2 separate regions of the Gasterosteus aculeatus genome follow, and region 1 is linked to region 2. The links are chromatin contacts, called in public Hi-C maps. All regions are on one chromosome and are shown on one strand. The core of a region is the stretch at or near the end of the contact, and the rest is flanking DNA. Distances in the headings are between cores, read along the strand shown.

Evidence for each region. A called contact is a pair of places that touch in the nucleus more often than the background predicts.
Region 1: a contact with region 2 is called in a Hi-C map of skeletal muscle, with 5 times the contacts expected there. The contact joins the promoter of tmem205 here to the enhancer-like site in region 2. A contact is called at or near these places in 2 of 6 Hi-C or Micro-C datasets (both in skeletal muscle).

The regions. Positions count from the first base shown.
Region 1 is chr11:4,730,651-4,737,384 of fGasAcu3.hap1.1, forward strand. It overlaps tmem205 (transmembrane protein 205), which reads left to right and starts at 2,603. Exons shown (of 4, transcript XM_040190963.2): 1 at 2,603-2,742; 2 at 3,711-3,819; 3 at 4,244-4,407; 4 at 4,493-5,281. The coding sequence starts at 3,720. The coding sequence ends at 4,795.
Region 2 is chr11:4,671,931-4,678,167 of fGasAcu3.hap1.1, forward strand. No RefSeq gene overlaps it. Among protein-coding and RNA genes, the nearest start is that of tlcd4b, 28 kb to the right of the region's middle. Within about 2 kb of position 3,566, at least 2 of the 9 cell types and tissues checked have open chromatin away from gene starts, as enhancers often do.

The sequences.
Region 1 (6,734 bases), core at 1,353-3,852, 58 kb after region 2:
AAACCGATAACTACGGACGGTAAATGGACTGTACTATGGCGCTTTTCTAGTCTTCCGACCACTCAAAGCGCTTTAACACTACATGACATCATTCACCCATTCAGACAGGAGAACCACACACAGTGACACCTGCCATCAGTAACTAACATTCACACACTGTAGTCGCAGCTACAGGAGCAATGTTGGGTTAAGTGTCTTGCCCAAGGACACATCGACATGCGGGTTAGCAGAGCCTGGGATCGAACCGACAACCCTCTGATTGGAGGACGACCGTGCTCCCCACTCACCCACAGTCGCCCGACATCTGAAAAGCATTTACAGAGAGAACTGCGACGTAGAGCAAACAACAGGACGACTCTGGCCCAGCCAGAGCAGCGCGTCGTGCTCGTCCATCCACGCTGTGGCAAGAAGGTAAACTGACCAGCACGTCAACTAAAAACACACACTCGTCCGCTTCCATTGTTTCTTAAAGACTTGGCTGCATTGTGTTCGCTGAACAGGGCTGGATTTAACGGACCGGTCACAAGTGGGGGGCGGGGGAATGTAAGTGAACGGAGTTGGGCACAGGGTCGAGGGTCACGGGAGAACATGACTATTGATTGGCCGTTTCACAGGCATCGATCCAATCACTGTAAACATCCACTGGCTCAGACAGATCTGATGGAAATCGGGTTAAGGGACATTCCAGAAGAAGGAAAAAGACTCACCACTTGCTCACTGGCTTCTAGACCTGACTTGCATACTATACTTACTATGCAGAATTTTTAAAAAAAGGATACAGGTGATTGGAGTCTGGAACTCCTCCAAGCAAACGCTGCATGATATGATTCCTGTGTTGCGGGTTCGTTCCCTGGAAAACAGTAAGTACCTTAGTTATATGCATCGTGGTGCATTTCTTCATCTCGTTCGGTTGTTCTGCATTTACTTACATTTTGACATCGCAGGATTTCTCATGGTTACAAAACGGGCAGGTGAACTGGACGTCCAGGTTGCCCGTCATCTTTTTCTTTGGAGGTGGCTTTCTCTTTGACTTCCTGCGCCCCATTTGTAATGTTGTGTAACTGTGAATACGAAAGGATGATTACAATAATACTGTTTTGTTGGTAATGTATTAAAAAAAAAGTAATGTAGCTGGTTTTATGACAATCATTCACTCATTCATTGTTAACCAGTAATGGCTGCTTACCTGAATCAAAATAAGATAACATTCAAATTACTGGACCAAAACTAACAAACCAGTCAAAAAACATTTTATCTATCCCACGTGAATAATACCTCACTATTCAACATATTATAGAGCAAACTCTGAATTACGTTGTTGTCTTATCCGTCTTACGTCACGTCAGACAGGGTCAGAAAAACATCAAATAGCTTTAGCTACACGCTAGCGAGCTAACGCGCTAACAGATGCTACCTCTTGGGTAAAGACTGAAAGAGACGAAAATATAGCTTTTAATAAACGACTTTCAGGGCTAAATGCGCAAGTGCAGTGCGTGGTTCGTGTATTATGGGTTGTATCATTTCGCATTCGCGTAATGGTGTGACTGACACTTACCAAAGGGATGTCGGCAGCGGAGGATGCTCGGTGGATTCAACTTCATCCGGGTACTGCGCCTCTGTAGTGACCCCACTGATTGGTTAGCTGGGAATTTAAGCGGTTTGTGATTGGCTGGGGGAAGAAGACTGACAGCATTGTGTGTCCAATAGCAGATCTCGATTTTCTGAATTAACTCCCCTCATCTGTTGATTTTTGGGCATCTGGCAAAGACGCCCCCTGGGCGCCTCCCTAGGGAAGTGTTCCAGGCACGGCCGGCTGGGAAGAGGCTCCGGGGGGAGGAGGCCCCGGGGAAGACCCAGGACCAGGTGGAGAGATTATATCTCTGCACTGGCCTGGGAACGCCTTGTTCCCGGTCCAGTCAGAGCTGGTAGATGTGGCCCGGAAAAGGTCCGGGAAAGGGAAGTTTGGGGTCCCATGCTGGAGCTGTTGCCCCCGCGACCCGACCCTGGATCAGCGGTTGAAGATGGATGGATGCATTTGTTGATTTTGCAAACGTGACGCCCTTCAAATCCTATTGCGATGACTGTCAATAAACAGTGTGTAAAGGTATTTGTCAGTAGATACCTGCAACCATCAGCAGCAGGAATCTTGTTGTCCACAGTCTCTTTTTTGATGCAATTTATTAACAAAATCTCTGTGTCCACAGTGTCCAGTATTGTTTTCTTTTTAGGAATATCCTGAAAAGAAAACAATACTTGACACTGTCAGTTCATGGTGATGAGTGTATTTTATCTTGCCTCCTTACATAAATGCATAAAGCGACTATTTGATTATTATTATTACATTTAATCATACATGCTGTGTTCTTTAGCCTGATCTTCTCAGTCCGTATATTATTCCTCTAACTTTCTGGCAGCTCTTCTGGGTAAATTCACTGTTAATTTACAGTAATATATCCCTTATAAATTGTACTTATAATGGCTCTTATCTATAGCAAGTTGTAAATCGGCTTATTTAATGAAATTGCACTTTCTTGTTTCTTATTCTTTTGAGTTTGTAATCTTATGGTGGAAATGCTGATATTTTTCAAATGTAATATTCAGTAATAAAAAGGAATGCCATTGGTCCGTTGGCGGGGCGGGGCGGGGCTTGTCGACATGATGGACAGCGGCTGATCTTTGGATCATTATGAGGTTGTTACTCGTCGCTGAATACCGTCACGGACAGAGGACGAGGACAGACAGGTGAGTGAGAGACACCGAGGGACACGACTCCACGTCTCACGGTGAAACGCTCCCTGGAGAGAGAAACTCTGCCGACGGCATAAAACTTGTGCATCGCTCCCCGAATTAGCTCAGAAGCTAACGCCTGTTAGCCTGTCAGTTCCGGGGGGGAAACAGTCGTAAAGTGAGCTGTTGAATGTAGAGAGAATGTAGGTTCGCTGTGTAATTGAATCAATCCGCCGTTGTCACCACATGCAAATAGGTTGAGCGACGCGTGTTGAGGTGTGAATGTCGGTGTCAGTGGATCCCGGGACGTGTTTTTCTCCCCTCTGCCTTCTGTGCCGTTATCTCGATCTGGAGACTTATCAGGTCTGCAAGCGGAGCAGCCGGAGTCCCTTATCTCCGTGGCCCCAGCTGCGTGCGTGCGCGTGCGCGCGTGCGTGTGTGTGTGCGCGTGTGTGCGTGCATGTGTGTGTGTGTGGTCCTGCCAAGTACAATTTGGATGAATGTTTCTTCATAATCTTGTTTTTGAAGTGACGCACGTTAAAGAAGTCCGTAAATGTAAATGAATTGTTTACACTTTATTTGTAATTCTTTGTACTTTATTACAGTGAAGCGTTACCGCCTCCAAAAAAGTCCCAAATAAGTCTGTTTGGAGTAGTTTTTTTCATATGCTCCTAAAAAGATTAACCGAGACGTTGACCTCTGACCCCCAAGCATATGTGACCTCACTATGGGAACTTTTTGGCCAACTAAAGTAGTACATAGTTTTTTGTTTTGTTTTTACAAGCCCATTACTAACACGTAAGAGGCAAAAGATCTTCTAGTAGGAACAATTTGGTCAACGGTTGCCACTTTTTCACTTTTCAACACATTCTGTTTAATAAACTCAGAAAAAACTTCTTCATACTGGTACAGTACTGAGATCTGTGGTATCTCAATGAGGGTGAATGAAGGCTCACTGTGTATTTGTTGTATGTGTCTTGCAGAGGGACACCATGGCAGCAGAGGGGGAGCCCGCGGACTTGGTCAAAGTGCTTCACCTTCTGGTGCTCTCGTTCTGCTGGGGTATGCAGGTCTGGGTCTCCTTCATAGCAGGTGAGAGCACAAACAAGAGATGGGCCTGTCACAATAAATGCTTTTTGAACCTATTGTACATTATAAGGACATGAGCGTTAAGTTATTGACACACTGTATAATAATCTGTGGACATGCCCGTTTTTAGAAAACATTGTTGTATATTATTTTAAGTAATTATTTTTAGAATATTAGGAAAGAATATACAATTCTAATATGTTATTAGTCTTAAAAACGAAATGTTCATTTAAAAATATATATATATATATATATATATTATATTCATTTAAGTGTGCACTTAATTGATTAATTATGCTTTGATTTTATAAATATATCTTTGCCATAGAATAGCCAGAAAACCGCAATATTATCACTCCTCACAACTTTTTTTGGTAAAATATATGGATCCAACTGTGGTTCCTGACCGGGATGTGTGTGCCTGCAGGTATTGTGTTGGTGCGGCAGGTCAGTCGTCACACCTTTGGCCTGGTGCAGAGCAAGCTCTTCCCTGTGTACTTCTACTGTCTACTGGGTAGCAACGTCGTCAACCTGGCCGTGCACGCCGTGTATCACCCCTGTGACCTGCTGGACTGGCACGGCAGCGTGCAGGTCAGACATCACAGCTGCGCACACAATTTTCTAAATACTTGAATCACGTAAGCATGCAAGTTGTCGGCGTCTTGCTGTTTTGCAGATGCTTCTGTACTTCGCGGCGCTGCTCACGGCGGGCTTGAACGCCCGGTGGTTGGGCCCGGCGGCCACAGCGGTGATGTTCCAGATGAGGGAGGTGGAGAAGGAGCATGGCCTGGGGGACCAGATCGGCCTGGGCAGCCAGAGCGAGGCGTACGCTAAGCTCCGAGAACAGGACCCCAAGTACAAGGCATGCAAGGGCGCGTTCGGCCGCTACCACGGCCTGTCCAACCTCTGCAACTTGATCGGGTTCATCTGCACCACGGCTAATCTGATCTACACGGCTCTGAATTTATCCACCATATAGAGAGGGGTGTGTACCGAATGTCAATCGGTAGCTTTGCAGTCTCAAAACATTAAATGTATTTGAATGCATTTTTTTTCTACCGTTTGATTAAAAAAATAAAATGAGAATAATAATAATAAAAAAAAATAGAAAAAGCTCACTCAAATGTGTGCACAGAGCGCCCAGCAGGGGGCGATGTTCGGAAGCAGGTGCATTTAGGGATTCGCTCGTTTCTGAGCTCAGCATAGATAAGTGCAGCAGCGGTTCCCAAACCGTTTGTCAAGCCCCACCCTTTGCTAATGTAAACACTATACTGCACTAACTTCTTTAATAATGGTATTTGTTGCATTTTATTTTGTATTGTTGCACTGCGTTTGTGTGTGTGTGGGTGTGGGGGGGGGGGGTTGGTGCACTGCACCACTAGATTATTGGCTTTTTATATTTGTAATAAAAAAAATGTGTTTACAAATATATATTTTGATGACATTAAATGTCAAATTTGATCAACTCGTGTGATTGGGGTGTTATTGTGCCATTTATTTAGTTGTATTCTGTGCTACACGTTGGTCTTGTCGGGGTTGTTCTGCTCTGAAACAATGTTTTTACTGGATTGTAAAACAAAGTGTCCTTTTAATCCTCATAGGTGGATTGTTGAGCGAACCAAGCAGACTGTGCCCGGATTTGAAATGGGGAAAGGTTTTAATTAAATTACCGGTGACGCACAGCAGGTTTCTGAGAGGAGCCGCCTGCGATGTGCAGCGCGGTGCTCTGCTGGCCGGCTGCAGGGGGAGAGAGACACTGTTCTCATCATCAGCACTAATGGATTATAGTGCAGGCTTTTCAATAGGAGAGCCAGGGACTAAAAGCAAAATGTTCATTCATCTGGGCCTTTTTTCTAAAGACCATCAGCAACTAATAACCATTTAGTGTGATTTTCTTCTTCCTGACGTTCTGCTTTATAAATATAAAGTGTGGAACAAATAATTACCTCAGAAGGCAGTTTGTGTCACTTTGCTGACCTTGTGCCACAGTTTATTGTCCTTTTTTGTGGAACGTACAAGGAAGTTTCTGTCTCAAATAGATGTTTTGAAACGCTTTAAAACCGTCCTGACAAGTTCCCCACGCCAGTGGCATCAGGAAATAAAGTAAACCCTGTTTAACCAAAGAACAAGTTTATCCACTCATACTTTCATGGCATAACCTGCGGGAGGGGGGGGGGGGGGTCAAGTGAAAAAGCATGCAAAACTCTCAAAGATATCTGAACCCTATGAAGGTTGTGGCCGCCAAGAACATTGGCACACGGTTAAAGAATTCCCTGGTCTGTGAGCAAAGTAAAACACGAGGAAGCGGGGAAACAAAAGGAAGTGTTCCTCCGTCATTCCTGACCCTCAAGAGGAAATGAGTAGGTGTGTGAGAAAAGAGACGGATTCACAGTATGAAACGTAGGCTGCCGCTGGTTCATCTGGAAGCCCAGTAACAGACGGCACAGCGGCCCTGCAGCGCGTTAAATTCATTACGAGTCAGGGAGCCCAAAGCAGCTTTTATTCAATTTGTCTGTGATGTGGAAATGTAGACCTCATTTGCATTAGTTTGTTCTCCGTGGTGCATGTGTACCTAAGCAGCATGAAAAAAACACTGAAATCCTGCAATGCAATTTATTTCAGGATGAGGCTGCTCAGTTTGATACAAATGATGTGGACACACAAACATCATTTGATCGAATGAAACCACGAGTAATGGCCACACAGCGAGCTTTGGTAACTGGAGAACCAGGACTGTAGTGGGGGGGTTCGGAATCGTGTTACCTAAAACCATCCCAATGAGATACAAACAATAAGCAATACAAATAAGTATTGGTAATATTTCTCTATAATATTCATATTCCTAATACTCATTTCTTACAGTGTCATGTTCATGTTTTTAACCTCATTACTCAGTGAGGAGATGGAGGGGTCTGCAT
Region 2 (6,237 bases), core at 2,316-4,815:
GGGAAGAAGCCACAAGGGGGAAAAAGCACCAGAGGATGAGATGGAAGTGATATTTCTTTGAGAGTAATCATATTCTGCCTCTGAGAAAAGACTGTGATATCAGACATTTTCATTTTGGAAAGAGCATTACAGTGAGTGGTGTATAATTCAGCGTTTTATTAGAGAACAATAAAGATAAAGCACCATTAAAGGGAGATAGTAACGTATCAAGAGCAAAAGTGTATGAAATACATTCAATTGTTGTTTTTTCTGCTCGCAAGCTGTGATTGTTAGCATGTCCGGCTCACTAGCTGACACATAAGATGAGATAATATTTCTATCTTGCAAACCACAAATTAATTTTAAGTTACAACTTACATTACAGCATTTGAAAAAAATACATATATTTTTTAGGTGTCTCAGTTCTTACTCCGGCAACCTCGGCACAACACCTACACACTGGCGTTTTTGTAAGATCTTATATTTATAAACAGTATATTGTTTTGTTATTTCTTCCCAATCGATCATTAGCCACGATGTGCTCAATGACTTTATTATCAGTCGCTTCAATTTGTATGATTCTTATGTAATATGTGTTTTAAACAAGACAGGTGGCAAAAAAAATCTAAGAGTCAGTTTGAGAAAGCAGCTAATTTAGTGTTAGCTTAGTTAGCCCACTAGCTCGCTAGCTATAGCTGATAAAGCCTGCTAACATACAACTGAGGTTGAATTCGACTAGTAAAACATGTACCTCCTAACATCTATTCTTAAGAGCTTTTCCTTTGTGGAAAACGTCGGTCAAGGAAAGCTTGGAAAGCAAGGAAAGCGAGTTCATGAGGATAAAGCTACGTGGTTATGATGCCACAGGTCAGTGACAACTTATGGCGCGTTTCCACCGAGCGGTACGGTACGGGTCGGGTCGGTACGGGTCGGGTCTGTTAACCATGATTTGGCGAGCGTTTCCACCGCCAACAGTACCCTTACTTGATAGGGGTGGTGTATTCCAGAAAGTAGTGATAACGTCACTTGATAGGCGTGGTGTATGACGGAAAGTAGATTGACGTCATTCGATCGCGTGAAAACTGAAGGCTGACCGCAAACAACGGTACGGTTCGGATTTTTGGTACCATTCTCAACTTTTGGCTGTGGAGACACAAATAAAAGGGTACCGACCCGCACCGTACCGTACCGCTCGGTGGAAACGAGCCATTAGTGACCTCAGTCTGCAGTGGCGAAATTTAAATATTGCGAAAAGGACTATTTGAAACCAGCCCGAGTGCACCCAGTTCAAACAAATGGTCTGCTTTTGTATAGCTCAAAAAAAAAAATTCAATCTCTAATGTAGTTTTCGAACTCAATTCATATTCTCATTCCTCTCTGGGTTTTAATTTCTTTACAGCACTGCAAGCAAGCAGCAAGAACGCAGAAAATCTATAATAACCAGCCAGCGGGGGCCTTCCCACCCAAATCTCAAACCCCAGCCCCACTCCGTCTCATCTGCTGTCTGCCTCTGTGGGGAGACGGGACCTGTTTCCAGAAGCAGGTGCTGAGGGTCCGGGGCCCATCAGTTTCCCCTGACAGTCTGGAGCCGAGGCGCAGTCAGCTGAGGCGCTCCACCGAGGAAGTCGCACATGTCATCATCGTGGTTAAGTGGAGGAGAGGAAGGGGAGACAAGCCGGATGAGTCATGATGGGACAGACAGAGACGTGGAAGAGACGGGTGGGGGAGGAGGGAGGGAGAGTGTGTGTGTGTGTGTGTGTGTGTGTGTTTTCCTGTTCTGCATTTGTAGAGAAAGGAAGCTACACAGCAAGTAGAGTAACTTATGCTCCACACACACACACACACACACACACACGCACACATACATGCACACATACATGCACACATACATCCACAGACACCAGATGTCAGCACAATATTAATTTAGATAAATTATAATTGTTCAGGCAGAACTACGTACGGGCTGACTCAAAGAAAATACACATGACCGTAAGTTATTGATTTTGTGTTATGTGCAGAGGGCGTGAAATAAATTGAAAGTGTTACCACGGCGTCAAGCCGACAGGAACATAATGTCCACACTTAAATGGCCCCCGCCGGAACATGACTAGCAATTACAGATGCCCGTCGAAAAATGCACGAAGATTCAATCAGGCAAAGTTGAGAACTCGTTTCTCCGTGGGGGGGTTAATTAGTATATTTGGCTTTAACCAAGCGTGCAGGATGTTGGAGGGTTGAGGAACAATGCTTGTTTAGCTACACAGGGCGGCGTGTGCGCAGATAATGTCTGCATTAACTATTGATGCGCTCGCACACAGATAGCCCCCCCGTAAGCCCCCCGGCGTGTGTGGTGCTGCATTCCCTGCACTTCTACTCCTGTCTCCTCTCACTCCAACTCGTCTCCTTTTTATCCGAGCATCGGGTGGGTGGGTTGGAGGGATCTGCACCCCCACCAACCCCCTCACCCCCTCCTCGGTTTTTCACGCCTGCACCCTGCTCTCTCCTCCCCTCTCGCAATCTACTTCCCGAGTCTTCATTCCCCAATTCTCTCTTTCACTTGAGCGTAAGCACAAGGAACGCACCACTCTCCCATCCTCCCTTCCAGGCCCCCACCCCCACCCCCCCTTCCAGCCCCCCCCCCCTTCCACACAGCCCTTCACTCCTTGCATTATCTGTCCCGGAAATTGCATTTCCAGCACAGCCAGGGCCCCATTATGAAGAGGGAGCAACATGCTGTAACCTTTTTAAAAAAACATTAGTGATGTGCCTGCCCCCACCCCCTCTCCCCCCTTGCAGCACCCCACCCCTCAGATCCCCCGCCGGCCCTCACCCTTCATACATGCTTCACCCTTCTCACTTGCCTCACCCTCACGGCAGCTGTAATGTTATTAGGGATGCTTCCACGACCATTACTCGGCCAGCCCCCCCCCCGCGACCACGGGGCAGATGCAGAGGGGAGCACCGGCGGGGCAGCGGTGTGCAAAGGGTCAGGTGTAAAGGGAGGCTTGCAGAGAGACGGGTGGGACGGATGGGTGGAGGAGTGAAGATGAATGCACGGGGTGTAGAAGCGACAGACGAGGAGGCAGCGCGATCGATAAAAGGTAAACAATGAGCTGTCTGTCTCTCCACCCCCCCCCCCCCTGCCTGCCTCCGGCCCCCTTATCTAAACACAAACAGCGACTGTAACAGCAGACCCGGGTGTCAGCGTGTCGCCGCGCACAAACACGTGGACGCACACTCAGCGGCAACAACTCGCCATACGCAGCCAGCCCGTCTGAGGAGCGCCATTGTTGTTGCACTTGTCATGTAGTGTTGTAGCCGAGGACCACACCGGCTACATTATCGTCCAATTAGAATGCAGAGACGAGCCAGGGAGGCCAGCAGAGTGAAGTGCTATGGAGCAGTGGAGAGGGAGAGAGTGAGGGAGAGTGAGGGAGGGAGGGAGAGTGAGGGAGGGAGGCTTGAGACAAGCCAGGTCCACAGACAGACACTAAATCCAATTGCACAGGCAGGTTCCAGGAAGTGGAGGATAGTGAGATGGAGGAGGAGGGGGAGGTGGGGGTGGTAGTGGTGGTGAAGGAAAAAGCGCCCCCCCCCTTTTCCCTCTCCCTCCCCCTTTCCCCTCCCTTCTTCTTCCTCTCTCCGGCACACAGCAGAGCGTGCGAGCCCCGATGCAGCATCTGTAGCTTAACTGTCAATGTGATGGAAGAGGAAACCAAAGGACACAAATCCATAAAAAATACAAAAAGAGACGCTCGTTTTATGATTCCACCCACTTCATAAAAAGCCTACTATCACGCAGGGGGGGTTCATTAAAGTAATTATTGGCAGGATGACGGCGCTATATATGCTGTTATGGCCGCGAAGCGAATGCAGTGAATGTTTATAAGAATATCTCACATGTGTCTATTTATTCATGCGGCTAATGGGATTCTAATGCCGGGCAACATATCGATCAGAACCACGTGAGGTGCTGAAGTAGGTTTGAATGAAGGCCGCAGTTGGCAGTACGGTTTGTAATCCTCCTCCATACACGTCCCCCGTGTCCACTGGATGCAAACCAGGCTTGATGCACTTCACAGGGAGTCGTGAGGGCACCATCTTCCCCACGCTCTCGTTCTTCATTTCTTACTTTCTTATTCTATCTATCCGTCTATTTATCTATCACTCAATTTACAGAGGTAGACAAAGTAATTACACATTTTACTTTAGCAAATGTAGCTAAATTGAAAAAATACTCTACTCATTATTGTAAGCGAGGTTTTGGTTGACAAAATTCACGCTAAAAAATCCTCTGACGAGCCCCTGCAACGCTTTTCTTTAACTCAAACATAAAGGTGGGAATATATTTAGGGCATTGGGATTTTTGGGGAATGTATTTATCCCAGTTCATGCTAATGCTAACGTTAGCCAATGAAAGTTGTGTCAATCAACTCTCCTAACTCCAAAGTGAAAGTATGTATAAATACGTGTGTGTGTGTGTGTGTGTGTGTGTGTGTGTGTGTGTGTGTGTGTGTGTGTGTGTGTGTGTGTGTGTGTGTGTGTGTGTGTGTGTGTGTGTGTGTGTGTGTGTGTCAATTGCTTTAAACTTATAAAATAAATCATCTAAATATGTTTGGATTGTATAATGTGATCTTCAAAAGTACCCATAAATTATTGATGAATGATATTACATGCTAATGTAAATATACCTTTGAATTGCAGTGGAATAGAAGAATCAAGTGGCACACAATGGAAACACTTAAACCCTTTCAGCCTCGAATGAGCATCATCTATCTTAGTGGTCCGAAACCTCCGGGCCGCGGACCGGTACGAGGCCGTGGGTCACTCGGTCCCGGGCCTCAGAGAAAGAAAGAGAAAACTTCTTTTTTTTTATTTCACTTTTTGTCCCGTCTTCAAAGCCGTCCGGGGGGCTTGAGTCAATCCCAGCCAACTGATTTGCCTTTTTTTCCTGAAAAATATATTTTTGGGAAAAATGACATGCGTTTGTCCTCTTGACACATTTCCATAGCGTAACCCAAGCGCTTCTCTGCCGTGCGCAGCGACTACTACCCCTCCCCCCTGTCGGAGGGTAATTTTGTCCCGTTGATCCACCACATCTTCAAGACCAGTCCACAAAATGTTGTCTGAGCAGAAACCGGTCCGTGAGGCAAACTGATCCTTCTCTCCTTCTCTTTGAAATAGATAGTGAAAAGATCCTCTCCTCCCATCACCCATTTCTCTCCATCTAACCCCATCAACCCCGTCCTCTCCTCCTCTCTCTCCAGACACTGACACCAAATCCCACAACAGACGCCCTACTGATCGATACCATGACATCATCAGGCGTGGACATCCTCAGTGGGCTGTGGGCGAGGTGCTGACCTGAAGCACGCACACACACACACACACACACACACACATACGACAGGACCCGAGGGACTGAGCCGAGCTGAGCTTCCTCTCGTCCCCTCCCAACTCGTGTAACCTCTCGCCTGCCTGCCAACGCCGCCGCCACCGCCGCCGCTGGAATCTGACTGATGACAGGCCCAGGACCTCTTTCACACACACACACACACACACACACACACACGTAAACACATGGACGCACACAGAGCTAATACACAATGTGGACGTTCGAGTGGCTGACGGGTCTAAGTGCAGTCGAGACAAAGCGCCGCGCTCTGAGACAGCTAAACCGCATTGCGGCTGTCATGTTTGCACAATTTCCCCCTACTTATAGAGATGAATGAAAAACAGATATAATGGTGTGTGAAGCATTGATGTCACTATATGCCGCCCGAACCCCCTCGCCGCAGGCCTGTCTTACAACATAACCTTTTCATTCCTGGCTTGGCTGACTGACTGACGGAGTGATTGACTGACCGGTACATCGTCTTACGTCGGCGCTACCTGTGTGAACCTGTCACAGGCTTTAAAGCCAGCTGAGAGGCTCCAGTCTGAGGGTGGGCAGCCGAGGTCAAAGGCAGCGGCGTAAATTCGATATCCACAAAGATGAAAACACTTCCCGGTTTCCCTGTTTTGAAATGGCTGCAAATGGAAAAAATCGCTCCAGTGCCTCGAGAAAGAGGAACGGATGGGACTTAGACTGACAGGTTGAGGGGTCGGGAGGAAGGCAGAGAGGCCGGGCTTTCGTTTATTTTATGTAATAGAAACATCTGTAAAGTGTCATGTGTTGGTGAATATGTAGATTTGTTTGGGATTCAGAAAGCCTATCAAACACATTGATAAATGATGAACTAACAATGAAAGCTTCAA